Linked DNA regions of Mus musculus: region 1 is linked to region 2. Evidence: chromatin contacts called from public ChIA-PET data. All regions are on one chromosome and are shown on one strand. The core of a region is the stretch at or near the end of the contact, and the rest is flanking DNA. Distances in the headings are between cores, read along the strand shown. Region 1 overlaps Plcg2 (phospholipase C, gamma 2). Region 2 has its middle 31 kb from the start of Cmip.

What was found. ChIA-PET counts read pairs in DNA pulled down with a chosen protein or histone mark.
Region 1: a contact with region 2 is called in an RNA polymerase II ChIA-PET map of memory CD8 T cells, with 30 read pairs. The contact joins two enhancer-like sites. A contact is called at or near these places in 1 of 15 datasets of contacts at CTCF or cohesin (the NIH/3T3 cell line), 8 of 484 Hi-C or Micro-C datasets (the Ba/F3 cell line, CD4 T cells, CD8 T cells and 5 more) and 4 of 115 datasets of contacts at active chromatin or transcription factors (the HPC-7 cell line, T-cell acute lymphoblastic leukemia, large pre-B cells and 1 more).

What each region holds. Positions count from the first base shown.
Region 1 is chr8:117,530,446-117,536,377 of GRCm38.p6, reverse strand. All of the region lies in intron 2 of Plcg2 (phospholipase C, gamma 2), which reads right to left. Among named protein-coding and RNA genes, the nearest start is that of Plcg2, 35 kb to the right of the region's middle. Within about 2 kb of position 3,742, at least 56 of the 459 cell types and tissues checked have an H3K27ac peak or open chromatin away from gene starts, as enhancers often do. A contact at or near this core is called in CD8 T cells, DN3 thymocytes, Th1 cells and 1 more, where this site is marked.
Region 2 is chr8:117,222,602-117,228,786 of GRCm38.p6, reverse strand. No RefSeq gene overlaps it. Among named protein-coding and RNA genes, the nearest start is that of Cmip, 31 kb to the left of the region's middle. Within about 2 kb of position 3,971, at least 169 of the 459 cell types and tissues checked have an H3K27ac peak or open chromatin away from gene starts, as enhancers often do. A contact at or near this core is called in CD8 T cells, DN3 thymocytes, Th1 cells and 1 more, where this site is marked.

The DNA of each region.
Region 1 (5,932 bases), core at 2,493-4,992, 310 kb before region 2:
CCTGGACATGTGCTCACACCAGCTCCACACAGCCTTAACAAGTGCTCACACCAGCTCCACACAGCCTGGACATGTGCTCACACCAGCTCCACACAGCCTGGACATGTGCTCACACCAGTTCCACACAGCCCGGACATGTGCTCACACCAGCTCCACACAGCCCATACATCTGCTCACACCAGCTCCACACAGCCTGGACATGTGCTCCACCAGTTCCACACAGCCCGGACATGTGCTCACACCAGCTCCACACAGCCTTAACAAGTACTCACACCAGCTCCACACAGCCTGGACATGTGCTCACACCAGCTCCACACAGCCTGGACATGTGCTCACACCAAATCCACACAGCCTGGACACGTGCTCACACCAGCTCCACACCCCCCCGCCCCCACCACACACACATACACTGGTTGCTTCTCTTACCCACAATCTATTCTTCCCCCTTTCAGGCCTTTTCACTATGATCTGTTAGCGCCCCCCCACCCCACCCCCAAGTATCCTCTGGTGCCTTCTGTGACCCTCAGCAAGTGACAACTTGCCAATTGCATATTTGATATTTCCTCCCTAACCCTCAATCTTTCGTCTGTATCCTTTAGTTTGCAACCAGGACATTCAGGAATATGCCAGATGCCATGTAAGGACTCGGTGGGAAAGCAGACCAAGCCCCTGACTAAACCCTGTGACCAAGGCAACTTATAAAAGAAGATGTTCAGTTTGGGTTCCAGTTTCAAACAGAGTCTATGCTAGTGGGACAGAGGAATAGCTGAGAGCTCACATCTTGATCCACAACCCCACAAAGCAGAGGGAGAAGACTGTCAATTGCAGACATCTTTTGAAACCCAAAAGCCTCCCCTAGCCCTGGCCAGTGACATGGCCCCTCCAATAAGGCCACACCTCCTAATCCTTCCTAAACAGTTCCACCAATGGGAAACCAAATATTCAAATATATGAGCCTATGGGGGCCAGTCTCATTCAGACCACCACATCCACCTTGATTGGGCACGTGTTGGTGGGACTAGACATACACAGCCTCACCTCCAGGACCCTGTGCTGGCCTACAACCTTGGTAAATGACATGCTTGCCCACGGCACCTCCTGGAAAGCGAAGGGCTCAACACAAACCAGGATCTGGCCCCACTGCCAAGTGCATCGGAGAGAAGCAGACCTGAGTTCTGAGCACCTAGATATTGTAAGCACCCAGCTGGAGCCTGGAGCAAAAGAACATAAATGGAGAGAGGCATAAAAGCCAGAGGAGGGCTGCAATGTAGCTGAGATCAATATGTTTGTCTCTGTTCTAATTTCTGTTTGTTTGCTTGCTTGCTTTATAAGACAAGTTCTGACTATGTAGCCCAGGCTGAACCCAAACTCAGAGTGGTCCTCCTGCCTCAGCCTCTCAAGAGCTAGGACATATATGAGCTACCACACCATACCGAGATCTTCTTTGTTGAGTATTTCTTTACTGCTGTATCAACTATGTACAGGACCTTGGGTTTGATCCTGGCACATAAAAAACAAAGAAACAAACAAGCAAACAAAATAAACAGGGAGGCAGATCTTAAATATATATGTGACAACAAATGAACAAGCTAGGTAGATGCATGGTACTGTTTACAGTGTTACTATGTGTTGGTATTTACATTTAATTTTTTTCATAAACAGTTATTAATTAAAGAGCCAGGCAATGGTGACTCGTGCCTTTAATCCCAACATTCTATAAGCAGAGGCAGGCAGATGTATAGAGTGAGTTCCTTGACAGCCAGAGCTGCAAAGGAAACCCCGTCTCAAAAAATAAAATAAAATAAAATAAAATAAAATAAAATAAAATAAAATAAGATGAAAATAAAATACGTGTCACCCCTATAATGGAATGGAAGCGGCAGAAGCTGAGGACGGGGCAAGGGCAGTAAGCAGACCCAGGCACCCCTTCTCAAGACTGAAGCCCAGACCTAGACACCCTTCTCATGATTAAAGGCTTCCTTGCTATGCCTCGGTTCACACGTGTTTACAGGACACTGTTTGCAGTAGAGATTCACCCCATGATCCCTGCCAAAGTCAGCAGGCCTGGTGAGGGAAAATACAGCCAGGGTAACTGTAGTACCCAGGAACTCAAGTAAAGGGAAGGACCTGAACTAAACACTAAACATACCAATCTCTCTCTCGCGCACGCGTGCTCTCTCTCTCTCTCTCTCTCTCTCTCTCTCTCTCTCTCTCTCTCTCACACACACACACCTACATGCACACATGCCCCCGTGCACATGCACACATATACACCACCAACAAAAATAATCATTTTAAATATAAATAAATAAAACCACCCAAAACAACAATAACAATAATTTTAAATATAAATAACACCGCACGAAAAGAAAAGAAAAGAAAAGAAAAGAAAAGAAAAGAAACCCTTACGTTTAAGTATGTGTGTATAAACCTTTTTGGGAAATTTTTTTTCAACCCTGCTCTAAACAGTAACTACGTCCTACCTGTAGGGTTTGGAGAAAGACCATCTCTCCCCCTGATGCTGAGTGTGGGCAGAAGCAGGTGGGTATCTTACAGTAACAGGGCAAAGCCGGAGACCCTTGGTTCCACTGTTGGCAGAGACTGAATAAGCAAAAGTCACAGTGATGGAAGACCCAAAAGACTGCCAGGTCCTACCCACCACGGGACATCATCCAGCCACCAACAAGGACACATCGGCAGTACTGGTAAAAATGTCCCCCACGCGCATATAAGCCAAGGCAAAACCCCTGTGTGCTCCAATAATCAGAGAGCGAGGAGCAGCTGGAGTGGACACTCCATCAGTGGAGCACTAGCACAGTTCCATCCCCTGCCATCATAAAACTGGTGTGGTGGGCCACACCTGTCAGCCCAGCACTGGCAGAGACAGAAGGATCAGAAGTTCACGGTGATGATCCTTGGCTGTGCAGCAAGTTCAAAGTCACTGTAGGGTATGTGAGGGGACCCTATCTCAAAAAGGGGCGGGGGGGGGGGGAGGAGAAGATGGGAAGCAGCTAAGGAGAGAATGGATAGTCAAGAACGACAGACAGCCATGGAGCCTTCTGGAAGCTGGCCAGGTCCTAACCTAGACTGTACTGATGGCCCTATTATGGCTCTGCCTATAATTAATCATTATATTGAATACTTAAATCGGTTGAGTCAACTATTTTTGAAGGCGTGGGATGGCAAGGAAGATCAACATAGCTTTTCCCTTCTGTGGACATATATTCCCATCTCCCCAGCCACTGTCCCTTCTGTCTACTCTACCCTTACTGGTTTGGTTTGGTTTTAGCAGAGCCACTCTCTGGTCACAGGACCTTGACACTTGCTAGAATGCACAAGCTATTATCTTCTGTTCCCTCTATGCCTGCCAAAGGACATCTCTTGCCCAAAGTCAAATCTGCCCAAGCAAAACAAATACATAAGAGCCCCAACAGTGGGATAGGTGTCAGGATGCCTACATGGCACTCAATGTCACCCTACAAGCAGGACTCTAGTGATGTGCACCAGAGCTCTGTCATCTCTCCGTTCTTTCTGCGCCCCGCCCCGTTAGCTTTCTGAACTTTAGCAGTTCGTGGCAAGAGCAGAACACAGACTGTGAGGAAGGAGTTTCTCACTTAACTGAGCAGAAAGCTCAGCAGGCTCTCTGCAGCTGCCATCATGTTCAAACATCACAGCTGCACTCTGTGAGGCTGGTATGAAAAGCGTCCGTGAAAGGAAAGTGAGTTTTTTAACTTTAGATGTCTTCCTAGGATGACGACGACGACGCCACCACCAAACAAGACCACACAGATCAACACTGTGGCTGCTACAAGAAGAGGAAGAAGAGGCAGCTCACATGGCTGCTCAGAGCCTTGAAAGTGCTCAGCTTCTGGGCGGTGGTGGCGCACTCCTTTAATCCCCAGCACTCAGGAGGCAGAGGCAGGCGGATTTCTGAGTTCGAGGCCAACCTGATCTACAAAGTGAGTTCCAGGACAGCCAGGGCTATACAGAGAAACCCTGTCTCGAAAAAAAAAAAAAAAAAGTGTTCAGCTGCCTGGAAGAGCCTATAGCTTGTGAGCCACTGTGGCTACTGATGTGTCCAGTAAATCCGGATGGTGGGGGCCCGTTTATGTGTTTAACTGAGTCAACACATTAAAGGTGAGATTTCACATTAACAGCCTGCAATCCCCCACCACAGACCTGCAGAGCCTGAGCCACCCTGGGAGGCTCGATCCATCCACTCTCTAGCAGGCATGTCATGGCTCAGCTGGTCCCTCCTTGAAGCTTGGATTTGAAGTCATTTGTCTGCCCCTCAGCCGAAATCTACTTCTTTCCTTGGGGCTCATCAATGCAAAGGCTTGTTTTGAGGGTCTGAAAACAGCTCTGTGCCTATAGAAAGACGCCAAGATCCTAAAGCACAGGTCATGACTGAACTGGCCTTGAACTCACCAGGGCACTTCCAACTTAGGATGGTCTCTTATTTCAACACCAACTCAACAGGGAAATGAGACAAAGAGACTCTAATAAGAGGTGGACAGTGGTCTCTGGAAAACCCAGTGGTCCTGAATTGTAGACTCTGGCTGCCTCAAGAGCTGTCCTAAAAGCTGGGCGTGGTGGCGCACGCCTTTAATCCCAGCACTGGGGAGGCAGAGGCAGGCAGATTTCGGAGTTCGAGGCCAGCCTAGTCTACAAAGTGAGTTCCAGGACAGCCAGGGCTATACAGAGAAACCCTGTCTCAAAAAACAAGCAAACAAACAAACAACAAAGTTGTCCTAGAAAACCACAACCAAGGCCCTGCTCACTGGGTGATTTCAGAAAGCACCTCCTGCCTTTTGAGACTCAATTGCATCTGTAAAATGGGTAGATTCATCAAGAAGTATCGGGATTTTTCAAGGACCAAGGATCTGGTTAACAAGTAATTTCACCTATCATGCATGACATTTGGTAGTGGACAGGACACAACGTGTCCCCCAGCCCCTGCCCCATGACACCTCGGGGGACAGATGGCCATTCTGTAACTGCTCCGTATGTGGTAGTGCATATGTTAAAACCCCCTAAAACGTAGCCGCTGTTATGATTTCCCACCATACCCAAGAGGAAACTGAGGCGAGGCACGAAAGATCTCAAACACGGCTGAGCAGAGCCGGAAACAGACTTGCTCTCTTTTTCACTGTAGAGCTGGGGGAGGCCCTACATGAGCTCAGGAGGCAAGGGTTCTACCACCGAGCTCCACCACAGCCCCAGAACATAGCTTGAAAGATGAGCAAGCCTTCTCCAAGGCAGCCCTGCATCTATATAGCTCAGTTGGTAGAGTGCTTGCCTAGCACTCACGAATGGCCTTGGGTTCAATCCCCAGCCCTGCACACACCAGGTGTAGGCACTTACACCTATAATCCCAGCAGACAGGAGGATCAGAGGTTCAAGGTCAACCTCAGCTACATAGTGAGTTTAAGACCAGGCTAGGCTCAAAAGCAGCAAGAACAAAGCTATAAGCCTTATCTAAGATCACTTGAGAGAGGGATTCAAACACTGTAATCTGTCTGATGTCTTTTGAAGCAAGGACAGTGTTTCTCCTTCTTTGTCCCATGGCTACTTTTGCCATGTTCAGAGCCAACATCTTTGAATTTCTTTTCTTCATCCAGGTCCATCTCGCCCCAGCTCAGGACATCCTCCTTAATCCCAAATGCATGACCCTTGGGAGTCGGTGTTCACCAATGAAGGTGGTGTCATGAGAAAGGACAAGGAGAGTAAAGGACACCAGGTGGCAATAAATGGGATGCCCCCGACGTGGGATGTCCCCTCAGCTGTGGCTTTACTCTTTAATTCTAGTACCTAATGTATGGCATGTAAGACACATACAAGAGGGTCATGACCCAGCCAAATGCAGTCACAGCAAAGAGCCAGGCCTGAAGTGTCCTACCAAGCCTAGGATTGCCTCTTCTGCAGAAGTTGA
Region 2 (6,185 bases), core at 2,722-5,221:
CAAGGCTTGGAGTGCTACAGCCACAAGGTAAGAGACACTTGAAACCCAGCTGGAATTGGTAGCAGTAGGCCACACCCCCTAAAAACAAAACCTTAGAGAGTAGAGAGTATTCATGGTCCTCTGACACCTTGATCTTGGGCTCCTGACCTGCAAGATGAAGAGAGGATTGTTATAGCTCTCCGCCATCTTGTTGGTGACAATGTGCTTGAGTCGCTCTAGGGGATTTGGGTATCACTGGTACCATACGACTCTACTGTCTCTGCTAGGTACCCACCAGGACACTCACAGTAGCTTTGTTCATAATCTCCCCAAGCTGGAAGTAGCTTAGACACTTTTATCATGGGCAGAAGCAACAGGCTAGATCAACGGCCACGCAAGCAATGGGATGGATGGATAATCACCCTCAACAATATAGACAAGCAAAGTAGCCCAGCAGTGGTAGCGCATGCCTTTAATCCTAACGGTTGGGAGGCAGGCAAATCTCTGAGTTTGAGGACAGCAGCCAGGGCTACACAGAGAAAAACCTGTCTCTAATAAATAAATAAATAAATAAATAAATAAATAAATAAATAAATAAATAGGCAAAATAGCCAGTTGTGGTGGTACATACCTGCAACATTGCACTGGGGAAACTGAGCAATAATTCTGAGACAGGAATTTCCAACTGTGCTGGCTTGTTTTATGTCAACTTGACACAAGGTGTAGTCATCTGAGAGGAGGGAACTTCAAATGAGAGAATGCCTCCATAAGATAGGGCTGTAGGCAAGCCTGTCGTAGGGCATTTTCTTAATTTGTAATTGATGGGGGAGGGTCTCTACCTTGTGGTAAGGTTACCCCTGGGTTGGTGGTCCTGGGTTCTATAAGAAAGCAGGTTGAGTAAGCCAGTAAACACCGGTCCTCCATGACCTCTGTATCAACTCCTGCTTCCAGGTTCTTGCCCAAGAACTAGAGACTTCATGCTTAAATGTTCTGAGGCCAATAACCAAATGCTAATCTTTTGTGTGCTGCACACAAGGCTTGGTACCTGGGAATTCCCAGCAACTCTCCAGATAGGAAGACATCAGAAGTTACAATGATGCCTGCCCATGGTGCAGAGGAGCCTATCCTGGGATATCAGCACCTGGCCAGAAACTTGACTCACTTCCAGCCTTCCAGACAGTGGCCTCTGGAGACTGAACCAGCTAGATGCCCAAGCACAGCTCTGTCCTGCAGGGTACTCAACCGGGGCCAGTTGGCAGGTCCCCAGCAGTCCACTTATGTGACATGGGAAACAAGAATGCACCAAACCTAGGGAAAGAGGAAGCTGCCCACTGGAAACTGAGAAGGAAAACACTGTGTGTAGACCTCATGAAGGCTGTGGGCTGGAAGTGTGCCCGACCCATCCTGGGGGCCAGATCATCCCCAGTGGCCCTGAGAATTTATCCCAACCATGAACAGATGTGGGTGCTGCTGGCATCTGGTGGGACCAGTGGGCAGGAAGGCCAGACATTCTGGGCTGTGTAGGACAGTTCTCTAGGACAATGACGTCTGTCCCTTCATGTGGGCGCAAGTCCGGCTCGAAAGGAGCCTCACCTAAAACCCAACCTCATTTTTTTTATACAAATGGGCTTTCTTTTCCTGCTTCTTCAGAAGAGCGACATCACATTTTATAGTACAGTCACCATGTACATGGAGGGAATGAGTGTGGCTCTGCAAATTTGGATGTGACCTTTTTAAGAAAATTGATGTCACCAATGGTCCCTCCGCTTTTGCTGTCTGAATCACACACGAGGCACACCTGTGGCTGCCTCCCCGGGGAGCTTCAAAAAGGGGGTGAGCGTCTGAGTCCTGATTCACGTGTGGGAGGATACCCGGTGTCTTATGTGGGAATTTTATGGCGACCCATCTTCCGTTTAGCTCTCCTTGGCGTGATTATGTGACAACACTTCTGAAATGATGGGACTAGGCAGGCAAGTTATATACTGGAGAATTCAGCCTGCAACAGAAAGGCAACGTGTTGGGTCAGGAGACCAGGGGAATGGTTTTGCACCGAGTTGAGCCAGGGTTAAATGGAGAGACCACTGAGGCCAGCCACAATGGGGACATGGCCGTAGGAAACGTAACCAGGGCATAGGATAAGCAGAGAAGGTCTGGAGTCATTCCACCCTTCCAGGCGAACACTTAGTGGGCACCTTTGTCCCGTGAGAACCCCTTCTATGCTGACATGTGAATGCTGAATGAAGACAAATCCAGGCAGAGGAGTCGCAAGCCAGGGCCAGAGGGCGAGGAAGCATGATGGGCCAGGAGACTTTGAACTTGAACCTACCCAAGTCCGTCTGCCAGGAGCGTGAGTGACTAAGCTCCCCAGAATCATCACTGCCTAGAGCTTGTGGAAGCATCGCAGACCTGCCCACCCAGCTCCACCACAGAGAGGTCGTACCTCGTCCCACTGCACTGGGTCTGGACTTCTTATAACACCAGGACTCTCGGGTCTTACTGCTCTGTCTCTACTTCAGATTCAAACCTGAGGATGTTGCAAGTCATCCTCAGATGATACCAGATGATACTGACTGGCTGGACACAGCCAAGAATGTTCACTGAGGCGGAGGTGGGGAGGGAGGTGGGACATCATGATTAAGAGCACTTGCTCTTACAGAGGACCTGTGTCTATTCCTCTTGTAACCATCGATGACGTCAGTTCCAGGGGATCCACAGGTACAACTCACACGTGCAGTGCCATGCAGTGCACATATATACACTTAGGTGTGTAGTCCTCTCAGGGACCCATTATAGATGGTTGTAAGCCAGAATGTGGTTGCTGGGAATTGAACTAAAGACATTTGGAAAGAGCAACCAGTGCTCGTAACGACTGAGCCATCTCTCCAGCCAGAGGTTCATATACTTAAAATAAAATAAATAAATAAATCTGGAGGAACAACAATATGAACTAACCAGTTCCCCCAGAACTCCCAGGGACTAAACCACCAACCAAAGAGCACACATGGTGGGACTCATGGCTTCAGCTGCATATGTAGCAAAGGATGCCTAGTCAGTCATCAATGGGAGGAGAGGCCCTTGGTCCTGTGAAGGTTCTATGCCCCAGTGTAGGGGAATGCCTGGGCCAGGAAGCAGGAGTGGGTGGGTTGGTGAGCAGGGGGAGGGGATAGGGGGTTTTAGGAGGGGAAACCAGGAAAGGGGATAACATTTGATATGTAAATTGAGAAAATATCTAATAAAAAATAAAAATAAAATTAAATACATAAATCTAAAAAAAAATTTTTAAAGAACATCTACTGTGTAGTGTTGATGCAAAAAATTCAGCTTTCACTTTAAAAGGAATGAAAGACTGTTTCTGGGGGAAAAAAAATTTAAGTGACCATGCACTGCAGATTCAAGGTACCCAAGTTCCATTTTCCAGTGTAGTAACTGTTTTATGAAACTATTAATAGGAACTGGACTAGGAGAATCATAGATAAATGTGTTTTAAATACTTTGGTGGAGACACCAGGTTAAGTGGGTCCCAGCAACGCAGAGACATGTCTATAAGAGGCACCAGATATTATCTGACCACATCCTTAGCTTTGGGGTTGTCAGGAGCGAGGGGGTCTCTATGCATTCCAAACAACTTAACTAATAACCAGAAGGATGTTAGGTCACACACAGAGGAGGGCAAAAAAATGGCTACGACTGGCTAAAGATGGTCCAAGATAATCTGGCTCTGGACCTGCAACATTCCAACCTCTCCCATCACAGAAGTCCTTATCGATCAATCAATATTTATAGACGCAGTTCCCTCCCAGCAATTTTCCTTCACAGTGGTCATGGCTACCCTGAGGCAGGGTATGAGCCAATCAGATCTCCAGAAGTCGGGGACCACTTTGGGTCAGGATCGGGAAAGGTGCAGGGACTTCCAATTCTGCCTCTGCGTCAGCAACAAAGTCCCCAGGGTACTAGGGTTCTGTACTGAACTTGGCTAGGAGGGCACAGGTGACAGGCAGCTAGAGCTCTCTTCCTGCTTCCGGGTTCCAGGCTACCACTCCGAGAGCCTAGAGGCTGAATCCTCGTGGGTTTCGACGCCCTCTGCTGGCCATTTCTACCACTGCACTTGGATGCCAGAAGACTAAACCAGGAATGAGAAAGTATTTGGAAGTTTGTAGCCCTATGATAACAAAGACAAGGAAACTGGTCATGGAGAGAAGATGTGAAGGATTCACCCTAGCCCACAAAATCCCCATAATATTAAAAGTATTTTTGGGGAAAAGTACTGTTCTTGATCTGAGAATGTAGCTTAGTTGGTAGAGGGCTCACCTTGCATGCGAAAGTTTCCATCCACAGCTCTGCCTGGACTATAGTGGGCACATACACCTAGAGGCCCAACACTGAGATGGTGGGTGCAGAAGAAACATAATTTCAAGGTCAAGGCCACTACTTAGTAAGTTTGAAATCAACCTGGGCTATGTGAGACTCAGCCTCAAACCAAATAAAAACTAAGAGCTCTCAAGGGTTCTTCTTTTGATCTTGTTTACATGGACAGAATAACACCCACCCAACAGCTGTCTCTCAGTGAGAGTTACAATGTATCCCGGGGACTGGATTATCATCAAGCCCATTATTCAGATAAGAAAACTGAGGCCAGCCCCCAGCCGGAGACAAAGTCTTGTGTCCTGAGCCCACAGTTGCCATTACAGATGTCAGGGGATTTTGAAGGACAGCAGTAACCACAAGTCCTTGGAGCTTTTAGCCTGAGCACATTACACTTGGAGGCTGTTGGTCTGTCTATTTTCCTGAGTGGGCCCTCTACTGAGCCCTGACTACTCAGGCCCTGCCTAGTGCTCAGGGGCCCTGTGGAAACAGAGAAAAAGTCCTGTGTGGGCTCTGGTGCAGAGCGGCCTTCTCCACTTGCCAGGGACACCCCAGACTGGTTGTACTTAGTGTGATAGGCTCCAATAAAGGGCTGGTGCATAAGGCAGAGGGTCTGATACACCTACTCCAAGTTCCCAAAAGCCCCATGGGATGCACTTGCATAGGTGACGTCCCCCATGTTTCCTGGAATGAACCAGGTGATGCATGGGATGGAAGGAGACTGAGGGAGTCTGCCCGTGTGCTCAGGAAGGCCAGATGCAGCTCAGAAGATGGCTCCATTACTAATGTGTTTGCCTTGAAAACAGGTGGAGGGGCTGGCGAGATGGCTTAGTGGGTAAGAGCACTGATTGCTCTTCTGAAGGTCCTGAGTTCAAATTCCAGCAACTACATGGTGGATCACAACCGCCCGCAATGAGATCTGATGCACTCTTCTGGTGTGTCTGAAGACAGCTGCAGTGTACTTAATTATAATAATAAATCTTTGGGCTGGAGTGAGTGGGGTTGGCCAGAGCAAGCGGGGCCACCAGAGCAAGCAGAGGTCCTAAAATTCAATCCCCAACAACCACATGAAGACTCACAACCATCTGTACAGTTACAGTGTATCCATATGTTGTGGATAGTTCTGGGGCTAATTATATTTGATGTTAATTCCGTTCTCCTGTGAGTGGTTTTGAACAAAGAATGAGTCAGCACTCAGGTGATTTCCTGTAAACCTGCTACCCCCCTTAATTTTTAAAATAAAGGAGAGCTGATGATTGGGCAGATAAAAGGGAAGGTGGAGCTGAAGATGGAGAGAGGGAAGAAGGAAAAAATGGAAGAGGGAGAAGACACCGAGGAGGAAGAAGAAAAGCGGAGCAGAAGCGCATGGCCTGGAGAAACCACAAGTTCTAAGGGGTCTCACAGATGTGGAAGGTGGTAGTGTAGCGGTAGTTCTGCCCAATGCCACAGCGTGTATTCATATTAATTGAGTTATGCTTTCATTGCCAGGGCATATTTGGGTTGAAAATTTACCACAACACCCATATACATAAAATAAATAAATCTTAAAATAAATAAATACATAAACATTTAGAAAATAAAAGAAATTTATGAAATGTTTAAAAAGAAAGAAGAAGAAGAAGAAGAAGAAGAAGAAGAAGAAGAAGAAGAAGAAGAAGAAGAAGAAGAAGAAGAAGAAGAAGAAGAAGAAGAAGAAGAAGAAGAAGAAGAAAAGAAAACAGGAGGGCCTGGGACCCATCTTCAGAACCCACTTTACAAAGTTAGGCACGTGGTCAACACTAGGAATCCTAGCATTGTGGAGGCAAAGACAGTGGACTCAAGTTGGCAGCCACCCAAAGATGCTT